Regions from separate parts of the Mus musculus genome. Here regions 2, 3 and 4 are each linked to region 1. A link is a contact called in public Hi-C data. All regions are on one chromosome and are shown on one strand. The core of a region is the stretch at or near the end of the contact, and the rest is flanking DNA. Distances in the headings are between cores, read along the strand shown.

Region 1 (3,254 bases), core at 146-2,645:
GGACCGATGGGGTTCAGGATCCACTCACATCATTCCTATTCCCTGATAAACTTTGCATCCTTCTTGGAATAGAAAGTCACAACTAGCATGCAGCCCTTCCTGCCCTAACTGGTGTACCACCTTCCTGCTCCCCCAAACTAACAGCTGCTCTGGTGGCTCACTACCCCAGGAAGGAGGAAGGATCAGGGGTACAGAGTGCCCAGGCTGAGCGGCGGGTGGGAAGGACGGCGCACAAGCTGTCACCTTGTGGTCTGCTACACCGAGGTATCCTTCGAGCTGCCGGGGTCCTGCGGGGGCGGTTCTACGTGGCTGGGGACTGCTCTCCACAAGCTGCGTGCTGCCAGTCGCGGTTGCCGCCTGCTGCTGCTGCTGCTGCTGCTGCTGCTGCTGCGGGGGCCGCTCCTTCTGGCTGCCGAGGCTGCTGTACACGAGCAACAAGCTGGTGCACATGGTAGTGAGCACTAAACACACTGCCAGACCATGGCGCTGCAGGCGGGCGGGGGAGAGAGAGCAGAAGACAGTGGCTCAGGGTGCACCAGGGAAGCTTGGCTCCTTATTGGCACCAAGCACAAGTCCGGAGCATCCGCCCCAGCCTTCCCAGCAGCCAGAGAGCAGAGGTGACACGGTCTTGCGCACCCGTCAGGGATGCTCCTGCATCGCTGCTCACAGCCCGCGTCTCACAGTGGAGGGCAGGTGGCGCGCGGTGACCAGTGCAAGGGTGAGCGCGTCCGCCCAGGGTACTTTGGGAAGGAGGATCTAGACTCCACCTAAGCTGCTCGGATTCCAGCCCTCCAAACACCCTCTCTTCTCGCCCCCCTGAGGCTTCCTGCAGAGATCCCCGCTAAGTTTGAAATCCGACAAGAAAACCAAGAAAGTCAAAGATGGTGCTTCCTCCCCGCCCCTCTGAGTTTGTGCCCAGCGGTCACAGTGGGACACCCTCCATCCCTGGAGAGGTCAGCCTGCTCCTCTGCTCTCCAGTCGCCCCTTGGATCACTCGCTAAAGATCCAGGAGCCCAGGCATCCCTAGCGCCCATCCCGGATTCCAAGCCAGGTAGAAAGTTGTCACCAATGACAGGTGACCTCTTGGCACAGAGATAGATACCCGGAGAGGCTTCCCCAACGGTCTAGGAGACCCAGAATCCCAGGGGTCTTTGCCTCTGCTTGGCAGAGTTGGAACAACAGACTCACCATCAGGGTCTTCATTTTGGGCTCCTCTTTTGTGCGGAATTCTCAGGCAAGCGCGTCCGGAGCCACTTTTTCTTGGAGGTTGTCCATGGTGGGTGATGGGGCGGAGGCTGCTCAGATGCTCACCTGGCAGTGACGGCAGCTGAGCGGGAGCAGGAGCCGCGGGACCGGGAAGCGCTGCTGTTGCAGAGATTAGAGGAGAATTAAAACTGAGCCGGACCCTCCGAGTCTTAGCGATCCACACACTGCCGCCTGCCGCCGCCTGCTGGGTCCTAGAGTCCTCTGCAGTCCCCCTCCCAACCCCCAAACCATCTTCTCAGTGAAGTGGAATTTCTGGGGCAAGACTGTTACCATAAAGGTGCACCCATTCCTTAGTTTGAAGATTTATTATCTTTGAATGGGGCTGTCAAGTTAAAAGGACGCAGAATCCAGTTTGATCCTGAACACGGTAGCCATTTGAAAATTTACTAAATTTTCAGGTTTGTGATTTTAATAAAGAAACAAGTTAGCCTCCCAAATGTCAATCGATCTCTTTAAATTTGCATTTGTGTTTACAGCCTGGCAAATGTGATCATGGGATTGTTTTCCTTAAAAATTACGCCGCTGTAATAATTTCTAGTTGTTTTCAAATGTCCTTTCCCTCCCTAATTCTGCTTTGACAAATCATTAGTCTCCTGCTTCCCTTGGACCGTACCCTTCCATGCAAATGGCTTCATTCATCATTTGCTCCCAAGAACACAATTTATATTTCTACTCAACCTGCGAAGTCCCTGGTGCTCATTTAAATGATTTTAAAGTTTTGGAAACACTCGGTGCATCCCATTCATGTGATTAACCGTGAACTGTAGAGTCTTCCTAATGTCAGTGAAGAAATATTAGCTGTTGAAGATAAAAAGTGATCTCGCATCCTAGGATCCTGAAGGCTGTGATTCGTCCCTCCTGCTGTCTGGGGCACTGGTGGCGTATACTTTCACAATCAGGACCTGGATTCCAGTTAAAAGCTGGATCATTGTTCAGTGCTGAGTTCAGATCAGTAGCCTGCTCTAAGTATGCTCTTGTCCCTACATCTAATTAGAGCAAGCATTTGTTAAACCTCTAATTTAGCTGAAAACGTATTTCAGCCACGTGACATTATTCAGTGAACATAGTCGTCTTAATGTCTCTCTTAACACTGTACATGTAGCCGTGTGAGGTTGAAGATCACATTAAGAACGATCAGCAGGCCACCTGAACCATGGGCAGGCACAGTGAGAGCCCTTGCAACTCCCCCTTTAATCTTCTCTAATCTACCGCTGGATGGATGGCACAACGGGGACTATTTTTAACGTATGAGGCCCATGTCCAAACTCTATTAACAAAGTTAAAATTATTGGTTCAGTAATGAGCATCCAGGAGACAGAAGCACACACCATGGAGCCTTTCGAGGAAAACACAAAAATTGGAAATACTATCCGATACTGCCAGCAGTGCGGTTAGCTATTTATTCAATGTGTGCTGTGGGCATGAATAGTGCCCGTTGTCTGGACAGGCAAGGCAGCAGGCAGAGGAGAATCTTATCGGGTCTTGGCAATTCTTTATTGTATGGCTGCACTTGACACTCAAATTAATGAAACAAAGGACCAACTTGATGAATCATTGCAAGCAGATTATCTGTGTTTCTCCAACACGGCTTTCGAGATGCAGCCAGACGAAGCCCCTGCCTTCCTCAGATTGTTCTCCTCCGTCTAGCAAGCTGCCCAGCAACCGATAAAACACTTCTCATATATTCTGCGCTGCCAAAGAGAGACATCGTATTTATGACTTAAGCTCATGGCGGCACATTGGACATCTGTTACACGGTGTGTCTGACCAGACTCATTAAGCTTATGATTTTTCCCTCCTCCTGGGATGGCAGTTAGCTGGTCACAAAATTACTTACAAAATGAGTACATTTAAATTTTTAGTTCTGAGCTTGATTGAAAGAACTTTAAGGTATCTGGCTTTCTGATAGTTGATTGGGATGGTAAGACTCTTGGAGGGATTCTGGCTTGGGAGTCAAAAGGACAAGGTAGGGCCAGATGAAGGTGGAG
Region 2 (3,011 bases), core at 467-2,966, 120 kb after region 1:
TGAGTAAAAAATTAAGTACAAAATTAAAAACCAGATGAGTCTAAATCCAAATATACACACAAAGAACACACAGGGGAGAGGAGGGGAGGGGAGGGGAGGGGGAGGGAACCAGTATTCCAGAAGGCTCTCCAGTTGCTGAGTGGGGATACCACTGAGTGTAGACCAGGGCTCCAGAGCTAGAGAGGCAAGCATGAGCACAAGGCCAGAGGTCTGTGAGAAAGGATAGGAATCCACAGACAGAGAAATAGAATGAAACTGTACTCATGGCATACAATTTTTTAAAAACTCTTGTGTTTATTTTGTGCATGTGAGTGTGTGCCTGCGCATATGTGTATATGCATGTACATGTGTGTGCTTACGTGTGTGCATACATGTGAGTGCATGCTCACATAGGTGCACACACCTCTGCAGGCATATAGAGGTCAGAGGATGACATACAGGAATTGGTTTTCTTATTCTATGATGTGGGTCTTGGGAATCCAACTGAGGTAATCAGGTTTGGGGGGAAGTGCCTTACCCTGCAGAGCTTGGCCTGACATTCAATTTGTGATAGATTAGATGGTGGCTTGCTGGTAAAAATGTAGCCCCTGGCCATTTGTCTGTGTGCCTGTGGCTACAGCAGGGCTATTGGAATGGGAACTGGGATGGGTGGACAGATACGTAGGGCTTTATATTCTACAGAGTCCTGTTACAACATCAGGTGACCACAGCTGTAAGAGTCTGAAGCTCAGAGCACGCACTGTGCTTTGTGACCGTTTGCTTTAAATCCCACTTAATTACTCGAAGCTTCTTACTTGGTGGTCAGAAGAAATTAAAGGGGTGTCTGTTAGTGAATCGGAGCCCTTTGGGGGAAGTCCTGGTCCACAGCAGCTTGCTAAATGCGTGGGGAGAATTTCTTCTTTGTTCCTTGACCCCAAATAATTCTATATTATCATGTTTATTGTCTTTCTATTGATTATTACCAGAAAAAAATGGTTGATTACACTGCATCTAAATCAATAGTTCATAGGAATCCTACTTGTGAGAGGAACCACACACCTCTAAAGTATTATACCCAGTTGTCCTTTTGAAAACACAAGCTATAAAACCTACTTTTCTCCCACACTATCTTCTAATTTAAAAGAATTATCCCTCCCCACCACCACTTAAGTTAGATTGACTCTTTTAATAAAGCCTTGTTTATATTCCTGGGCACAAATAAAAAAAATATCATGATTAAATAAATTTGAGCATCCAGGATTAGACCAGCTCACTACGGGAGACTGCAAAATGTTCTAAGATAAAAGAGACCACAGGATGGGAATAAGTGATAAAAAACCAAGCCATTATCTCATTGAACAAATGGAAGTGGACACTGGGGCCAAAATGGGCTGATCACATCAAAGATCTCCTCCCCTTCAGCTGGGTTGCCAATACAACTTGATCAATGGAGTGAACTAGTTCACTGAATGCTGCCCACCCTGATGTCTGAACATACTTTAGAATGTGTGAGTGTGGGTATGTATATGTGTGTCCAATCTGATTGTCAGAAAAGATAGCTTTTAATTAGAGAAACTGAAAACAACACAATTGTTTCCCCAAACTTGGAGGCCAAGGTATGGATGTATGATCTGTTCTTTGGCAAAGAGAGACAGCCAGAGCGTGCTCGGAGCTGCCTGCTGGCAAGGGACAGAGCAGGGCTGTGTTGCAGGGCTGTGCCCACACTTCTCTGGAGAGAGGCAGCAGCCAGTTTTCAGAGGCAGAGAGGCTGGTTCTGGATTGGTTGGAAGAACTCATCACAGACTCTGTGCCCGCTCTGCTGGCTTCATCAGAACATCTTTGCATTGTGTGATTTTGGACATGCTGTAGTCGGTGGAGCCAACATGCCCGGCTCTCCCAGAATTTTAAACAATACTCTGTACCCTGTTATTGAATCCACTCTCCCCTCCTGTAAGTCAGAATCAGCTGTTATTTTCAGTGGAGTCATGCATCCTAATGTCACGTGGCACTACCTGAGGCTCCCAACACTGTCCTTCTGTGGCTTCTTCCTGTAAATGCCACTGAAATAAATTTTACTTTGTGTTGTATTATATTTAGAAACCTTGGAATCAGTTTTTGAGAGCATGCACCATAGCTCATTCATGTTGCAGGATAGTTTATCACAACTGTGAACCCCAAGATGGTGTTGTTTACTGGAAAAAGCTGTTCCTAGTTGTAGTGAGGCTCAGCCTTAGCACACATCTTTAATACCAAACAATAAAGGTAAAATTAGTTTTTGGAAGGAAGCCCCCATGTTTGAAAGTGATATCTAATAGAGTGGCAGACAAATAGACAAATCAGAGAAAGAGTTGACAGAATAGGGTATACACAACTCTCACAAGAACAGACAGAAAAGTGAGACTCCTTAAGAGACAGCAGCGAGAGGAGAGGAGGCAGTTTTACCAGGAAAGATTTCTAGAGACAGGTTGAAGAGAGAACAACTAGGCACAGGTGAAGACAGATCAAGCCAGAGAATGAGAAGAAGCCAGAAGATTAGAACAGATTGCCAGAATTAGTGGCCAAGCAGAGAGAAAAAAGTCAGAGGCCAAGAGAGAAGCCAGATTGAATCAGTTAGCTTGGAGAGAAGTTTGAGCCAGAACAGCGGAGTTGAGTCAGCCAACCAGAGAACAGAAGGAACTAGAAAGGAAAGAGCTTATTCAGGAGTCTCAGAGGCTGAAAACATTCTAGGCCTAGTTTACATTGTATGGAAGCTAGAACCTTCCAGGACTAGGCCAAGGTTAGCAGATGGAGGCAGTAAGCCTATGAGATGAGAATTAAATCAAGCGGATATGTTACTTTTATACATTAATCTTTGCATACCTCTGTCAATGCCTCGGCCACTGCCAAAAATTACAAAGTTGATCTGAGTAGAATATGAATAGACAGACTTTGAGCTGCAAGAGAACAGTATAGACCAAGTTATCTGAGAGTGGACTGGGAACTCTAAGGAATGCTGAGAGAACAGTCCAAATCTCTTCTCTAAGAGGTAAGAC
Region 3 (3,220 bases), core at 659-3,158, 70 kb before region 1:
AGATAGATGGTCATATCAATCTCTTTCTAACACTACATGTTTGTTTTCTCTGTCCCCACATCCAGCAGCAGCAGCTTATGTGGCCTCCCCGCCCCCATGGGGTTTGAAATCTTCAGGCTCATTTTGACCTTTCAACCCTGATTTTAATTAACCTCTGAGCCTACTGTTTTAAGACCCATCCCAGTTTTCCTCCCCTGTCTTGTCTGTCACCAGCTTTCCAATGCAGTCTTATCTCCTAACGTAGGTTCCGCGTCTCCCTCACCATATTATATAACTCATGTTTGCTGCTTTTGTCATATAACACTGTCATTTCTTTGGGAGAAAATTTGGCTCTAAATTTCATCAGAATCACTAATTTATTGCCTGTATACAGTAGAAACTTTAAGAGGTCTGGCTCAGTAGACTAGTCTAATAATCTATCATCAAAGAATGCTAGTTAGTTATCTCTTGCACCCTCTGCTCTCTTGTCTGTAAGTTGTGAATAATACTAAAAAGTTATACATGCAATTGATGAACTACAATCTGTGTGAAGTACAGTTAGTACACCTGTACTGTATATACAATGACAATCATCAGCACTATCGTGAGCATGTCACTGTCACTATACTGACAGAGTTTTAGGTTCCTGTATGCCCATGAATATCTGGTGTAGCCTGGTGGAGGACCTGGCCTGGAAGTCAGAGATGCAATATCTCTCTCACCTCTGTCCGTGACCTTGAGCCTGTGTGCATGACCTTGGGTTAGTCAGATGGGTATGGACTTGGGGACAGGGCTGAGCCTCTCTGCACTCCTATGATTGAGACTATGATTGCACATTGCTGTTTTGAGTCAGGTCCCTCAGTTTGATCTGGGCTCTCAGTGACAGGCCCATGGACTCGGGCTCAGTGTGGACTACTCGGCCATCTTGGAGATGTATTGGTGAGTGCACAGATATAGGGCCACTGCACTTTGGCAAATGCTGACTATAGAATGGTTATGGCCTTCAGTTTATGATCTCAATGGCTGTTTGGGCATTTTGAGAGGAAAATGCAATGCCGGAGAGTTACAGAGGGGACACACCTGATGGTTTTTCTCTTAGCTGATTCTGTGGGAGGGACGCCTCTCCAGCTGATCAACCTAGTGACACTTCTCCAACTCATCCTCCCTGCAGACACCTCAGGTCACGGGACCAGTGGCCTCAATTACAGAGGCAGGGAGACAGATGCCAGAACCACACGGTTACAGTTGGAAGAGCCCTTGTCTAGTCTAAACATTTGATTTTACACATGAGGGAACTTCATCTCAGAGAGACCAGAGGACAGCTACAAGGTCACAGAGTTAGAAGTAGAATTTGGCATGGACAGCATAGGTTCTGGAAACCCAGCTGAAAATGTGTCCCACCTTCCCCAGGACCATCCACAAGGGACGAAGACAAAAGTGAGCCCCAAATAGGCAGCATGTAGAACCTTCTAACCCTTCTGGCCCCCAGTCCTGAAATAAGGTCTGATTGATCAAGACTGTTGGGGAAAGCGTTGACGGGAGCTTGGGGAGAGAAACACACTTTCTAATTCTTCACTCCTGTGTGAAGAGCAAAGCTGTTGTCATTAGGCTGTGTGTTGCAGAATCCTAGAACGGGAGCAACTGGTGCTCGAGGTCTTTTTCTCTTGTGCTTAAGGACCTACTCAGCACCCTGTGGTGGCAGGTCATGGGAGACAAAGAATGTGGTTGTGTTTCCTGAAATGTGTTTCCTGTCATGACTCAGGGGCCCCTCCCTTGACACCAGCTCTGTGAGAGGACAGTCCCGGGAACAAGTCGGCATGAGGCCTGGCACCTGGGAGGCTTTCAGAAAGCTGGTTGGATGAGCCCAGAAGGCGTCGTGTGTCGGTGACTACATGCCACAGAAGACGCAGTAGAACGTGAATTGGCTCAGCAGTCGGAGCCCTGTAAGACGTGATGATCAGGCCAGTGGAGAGTCTATGCTCTCACACTTGCATAGGCTAGTCGAGTGGGGCGGGGCAGGGAGGGGGGAGGAGAAAGCTTTTCTCGCTTGTATTCTCATTTCAGTAGAGTAAGCACGAATTTGTGGTTCAGTGGTTCCGCCTCTCACTGTGCTTTTCTTCCTCTGACTTCTTGCTCTTAAGTAGAAGTACCAGCCTGCAATTCTGTTGGGGCATTGTGCGTAAGCCGGTGTTTTTCTTCTGTCTCCTTTTCTCTGGAATTTTCTTTTCTTTGGAGAGACATGGCTACTGCAGGGTCTGAGGCCCACAGTGTACCTGAGGGAGGAACACCGATAAGTGCTGAGGCAGGTTGACCACGGGGGAGACAGGAAGTCTCCCATGGCGGAGCCTGGTAACCATCAAATCCCCTATATCGCTCTGGAATCTTCCTTGCTCATTTGGGGTCAGGTGACTGAGTTGTTTCTCCATCAGTAGACTGTGAGAGTGAGTGTCGTAAGTCACTTATGAACCTGGGCTTGCTGACATGCCTGGTGCTAATGTCCAGCTCTTCCACAGCAACCTCACAGGCTACCACCATATGGGAAAGGGCTGTCTGATGACTCTGGTCTACAGTGCAAAGACAACTCTACCCCTTGGGCCTTATTTGTAACCGAATCATTACCTACCCCACCCTGGCTTTTTATTCTAGTCTACAAAGCCCACCTCATCTGAGGAGAGCACGGAGGCTGGATTCTGACCGCTGTGTCCTCTTGGCTGTCTGGTTTGGGAGTGCAAATGCACTGGTTCTGGGCAGATGGTTGGTGGGGAAGTGGGTGTGTCCCCTTACGCTCCATTCTGCTCGGAGTTCCCTGAGCTTCTGTCATCTCCGTTCTCTTTAAGTGGATACAAGAAGAAGTTTTAAGGATGAAAATGAAACTTTAAACACTGGATGGTTTTGCGCTGTGAACTGTCAACGCTTTAAACTGTTTTCGTAACCCTGATAAGCTCGGCATTTCAGTCATCTCAGAGAGATTAATTTTTGCTTATTTTCAGATATAGTTGAGGTATTTTTAAAAGCTACAAGTCATTGCTGTTAGGCTGGGGACTTTTACATTATTATTAATCTGGAGGTATGAAATGTATTCATCCCAAACTTTGGGTAATTATAATGAAATTTTAAAAAATTAACAAATTCTGGGGCGGGAAAGATGGCCCTGTGGTTGAAAGCACTTGTTGCTCTTTCCGTGAACCCGAGTTCAGTTCCCAGTACTTACACAGTGGCTTTCAACCATTTCTAACTCCAG
Region 4 (3,261 bases), core at 193-2,692, 110 kb before region 1:
AAGTCCCTGCTCTCAGCCAGCATGGGCACTCATCATTGGGGGTAGGGGTAGGGGGGTGATGAGATGTGATAGCGGGTCTGAGGCCCGCCTTGCTGCATCTGGTCAGCTCTTAGAAGTTGTAATTACAAACCTATGACTCCTGTGGTTTTCACCAAGCTTGGGGAAGTTTGAATGCTACCTGAAGTAACTGACATAAACCTCTACCCTTCCCCAGACTACACATCTGCAACAGGAAGGAAGATCAAACAAACAAACAAACAAACAAAATGTTGTAACTTCCTCACACTCTAGGGCCTCTCAGAACCATATTAAGGTCATTTTAAATGTGAAGACAGGGTAATCCTCTGAAAGACACTTTTCTTCAATGCAATCAGGACTACGAAGAAGACCATACCTGTCTAATTGTTGACATAGCCCCCTCCAGTCTTATCAGGACTGTTAGTTCATCATCGGCAAAATTCAGATCCTTGGCTCAATGTCTTGCATTATTTTAGTGCTATGAACTCGGTCTAACAGTATTTTAATGCAGAATATTGTCTAGATGTTTGTGCTGAAGTGTTACACTGGCCAGCATGTGCGAATATCTGTAACTTGAGTGTAAGACCTTTCTGTTTACAGAGATGGAATAATAAGGTAAGAATTTGGACAGATAACATGACACACCAGACACTCCTAAATTCCTGTGGCTATGAGGATTTGTCACATCCTTCTATTTGGGTGACAAAACACCATGCTAGGTTGCCTAGGCTGGTCTCAAACTCATGGGGACTGGTGATCAGCCTGCCTCACCTTCTCTAGTTGTTGGGATTCTGGTCACATACTACCATGCTTGGATCAAAGAACGTTCAACAACCACTGACTGAGTCAACAGGGTGTCCAGGCTGGTTTCCAGCAGAAGGGAATGCACACCCTAAAGGCTGCAATTGAAATCAGGACAGACATTTCTGGAACCTTCTACTACTTATAGACTACAGAGAACCAAGTGCGTAGGCCTGACTTGTCCACAGAGCTGGGTCACCTGCAAGCTCGGTGTGAAAGTTCCAGCAGGGTGGGGCTGGCTGACGCTCCAGATGGTCTGCTCAAACTGCTTCTGACTCGCTACTCCTACACTTATAAAGATGCAAGCTTCCATAACTTCCGTTCTCCCTTTGGAAGCAATTTCCATCTCAGTGTCATAAGAATGGAAACAGGAGAACAAAGCTTACTCCTGTCGAGTGTCACCAAGCACTTCTGTGGTGACAGCAAACCCTATGTCCCCTCTCTCCACTCAGCTGACAAAGCAGACCTCTTTCTTCTTTCATAGGTCCTATGTGGAGAAAATAACACGCCTTTCAATGTTCTGTGACACCAAGATTGCCCCTAATAAATGACATTGGGAATGTCTGGGTGGATCCGCCCTCTGCCCTGTCACCCAGAGGATGCAATTTCTACACAATGGAACAGTTTAAGGAGGGGTGGCTTGCTCTCCTCCCAGAAGCTCAGGAGAATTAATGTGGCTTCACTGTTTCCCGGGGGCTTTGAAGAAGCCATCTGTCCAGTTGGCAGAGCCAGGGCCGCCCAAGTCTTTTCTTAGCCTGCGTCCCTGGCTCCCTTCTGACATGTCACACTCATCTGTCAAGTGATCTCTTTGCTGTCCTGTAAGTCAGGGTGGCTCTGAAGTCTCTGCCTTCTGGAAGCCTGTAAAATCAGACATTAGAAAGTGATAGGGGACTAACGCCAGTGATCACTTGAGGGGGAAGACCCAGCTGAGGGGGAAGGAGCCAGGTGAGGGGGAAGGACCCAGGTGTGGGGAAGGACCCAGATGAGGGGGAAGGACCCAGGTGGCAGGGAAGGACCCATGGCTAGTGTTCACCAGTGTTCAACCTGGGGCAGCCATGTCACTTTTCCTAATTGTCATCCCAAGACAAGAAGTCAAATGATTTCCAAGAATATTCGACACATGGCCAATGCAGGACATCATAATTAGTTAATTATGTGTGAATGCAAGTGTTTGTGTGTGTGTGTGGTGTGGCTTGGTCTGAAGTTTGGTCCGAAGCTTATAGAACTAACTACTCATAACTGGTGGCAGTCTGAGGAACCCTGAGGGGATAGGGTCTTTGGTTGCATACTCTTGAGGAGACTCTTGGGTATCTAACTCTTCCTATTCTCTCGTTGATTTTCAGCTGACAGGAGAGATGGGTGGCTTCTCGGTTACGTGTTATGCCACGCAGGACTTCCTCCCTCCAAGCCCAAGAGCAGGAAGGTACCATGACCACAGACATTCAAAACTGAGCATTTTAAAAAAATCTTAAGTCAACTATTTCTTTTATTTTGTATACTAACAGAAAAGAGGAGAAGGCCGTCTGATAGACTCTTCTTTCTCTCTTATGTTGTCTAAGGGAAGGGAAATCTACAATCGAAAGCAAAACAAATACTGCCCCAGCTGACGGGCATCTTTGATGAGGTATCACGGGAGTTTTACAATGTGTATGTATCTATAATCAGGATTAAGATTGGAAGAGTTTAGGGTGAGTCAAGCCTTTTGCTTTACAAATGAAGGCAGGGTCTGTCCTAGCAGTGGACACTGTGGGTTAGAAAGTCACAGGCTCTCCCCACTAGGCGGGAGTGCTTCTGCACAGGGTCTTTGCAGCTTCCTACACAGTGGGGATTTACCAAGTCTTCCCTAAAGGACCTTCTCTCACCCTATACATGATAAAAACAGTGGTTTGAGCAATTCACACAAGCGTAAGGCCATCTTGCTTCCATCAAAGCCTCAGAGCCTCCACAGGGTGATATCCCTGGTGTTCATAGCCCCGTGGGACCCAGCAGCAGGTTTACTGCCTGCGGATCAGGTGTTTGTCCCAGTGCCCCGGACCCTCTCCTGGCCAGTCTCATACACTTGTCCTGCCTTCATAGCTTCTGGGGGCATTCGTAATTTTCACCCCTAAACCCACACTGATTGGAGAATAAGACTGCCATTTTCATAGCCTGTGGAACCACATCTATTCCACTCCACCGACATCCTGGTGCTCAAGGAAACAACGCCCAGCAGACTTCCTGTTGCATCAAGCCCCGCCCCCAAACCCAGTGTTTCCTTCCGGTATGGGAGCTGGAGACTCCAATCGCATCTCTTACCCTTCAGTTTTTCCTAGTGACAGTTCATGAAATGGACACTTGGATGGGGTGTCTTGTTCCCTTCATGCTCGTCGGGTGATTCTGTGACATTTTAGGGAAGCCCAGTGTGCCTTTCCCTCTCTTTGTAGCACATCAGATACATGGTTG

Evidence for each region. Hi-C and Micro-C count contacts between places; a contact is called where the count stands out from the background.
Region 2: a Hi-C map of cerebral cortex shows a contact between it and region 1, with 4 times the contacts expected there. The contact joins the enhancer-like site here to the promoter of St6galnac5 in region 1. A contact is called at or near these places in 1 of 39 promoter capture datasets (second pharyngeal arch cranial neural crest), 2 of 484 Hi-C or Micro-C datasets (cerebral cortex and nephron progenitors), 2 of 115 datasets of contacts at active chromatin or transcription factors (embryonic forebrain and forebrain) and 2 of 9 other capture datasets (liver and pancreatic islet).
Region 3: a Hi-C map of hematopoietic stem and progenitor cells shows a contact between it and region 1, with 1.5 times the contacts expected there. The contact joins the enhancer-like site here to the promoter of St6galnac5 in region 1. A contact is called at or near these places in 3 of 39 promoter capture datasets (the 3T3-L1 cell line, the HPC-7 cell line and liver), 8 of 484 Hi-C or Micro-C datasets (CD4 T cells, CD8 T cells, LSK cells and 4 more), 5 of 115 datasets of contacts at active chromatin or transcription factors (CD8 T cells, the HPC-7 cell line, embryonic hindbrain and 2 more) and 2 of 9 other capture datasets (adipose tissue and liver).
Region 4: a contact with region 1 is called in a Hi-C map of cerebral cortex, with 3 times the contacts expected there. The contact joins the enhancer-like site here to the promoter of St6galnac5 in region 1. A contact is called at or near these places in 4 of 39 promoter capture datasets (the C10 cell line, HPC-7-derived erythroid cells, embryonic stem cells and 1 more), 2 of 15 datasets of contacts at CTCF or cohesin (CD8 T cells and large pre-B cells), 3 of 484 Hi-C or Micro-C datasets (the N1E-115 cell line, cerebral cortex and nephron progenitors) and 3 of 9 other capture datasets (adipose tissue, liver and macrophages).

The regions. Positions count from the first base shown.
Region 1 is chr3:152,980,815-152,984,068 of GRCm38.p6, forward strand. St6galnac5 (ST6 (alpha-N-acetyl-neuraminyl-2,3-beta-galactosyl-1,3)-N-acetylgalactosaminide alpha-2,6-sialyltransferase 5) reads right to left here and starts at 1,396. Exons shown (of 5, transcript NM_012028.5): 1 at 1,189-1,396; 2 at 244-486. The coding sequence starts at 1,203. All of the region lies in intron 3 of Gm46830 (a long non-coding RNA gene), which reads left to right.
Region 2 is chr3:153,104,080-153,107,090 of GRCm38.p6, forward strand. All of the region lies in intron 1 of Gm52620 (a long non-coding RNA gene), which reads left to right. Among named protein-coding and RNA genes, the nearest start is that of Gm52620, 27 kb to the left of the region's middle. Within about 2 kb of position 1,717, at least 7 of the 459 cell types and tissues checked have an H3K27ac peak or open chromatin away from gene starts, as enhancers often do. A contact at or near this core is called in cerebral cortex, where this site is marked.
Region 3 is chr3:152,910,608-152,913,827 of GRCm38.p6, forward strand. All of the region lies in intron 2 of St6galnac5 (ST6 (alpha-N-acetyl-neuraminyl-2,3-beta-galactosyl-1,3)-N-acetylgalactosaminide alpha-2,6-sialyltransferase 5), which reads right to left. All of the region lies in intron 2 of Gm46830 (a long non-coding RNA gene), which reads left to right. Among named protein-coding and RNA genes, the nearest start is that of Gm46830, 12 kb to the left of the region's middle. Within about 2 kb of position 1,909, at least 116 of the 459 cell types and tissues checked have an H3K27ac peak or open chromatin away from gene starts, as enhancers often do. A contact at or near this core is called in CD8 T cells, the HPC-7 cell line, adipose tissue and 2 more, where this site is marked.
Region 4 is chr3:152,866,834-152,870,094 of GRCm38.p6, forward strand. All of the region lies in intron 2 of St6galnac5 (ST6 (alpha-N-acetyl-neuraminyl-2,3-beta-galactosyl-1,3)-N-acetylgalactosaminide alpha-2,6-sialyltransferase 5), which reads right to left. Among named protein-coding and RNA genes, the nearest start is that of Gm46830, 31 kb to the right of the region's middle. Within about 2 kb of position 1,443, at least 21 of the 459 cell types and tissues checked have an H3K27ac peak or open chromatin away from gene starts, as enhancers often do. A contact at or near this core is called in cerebral cortex, where this site is marked.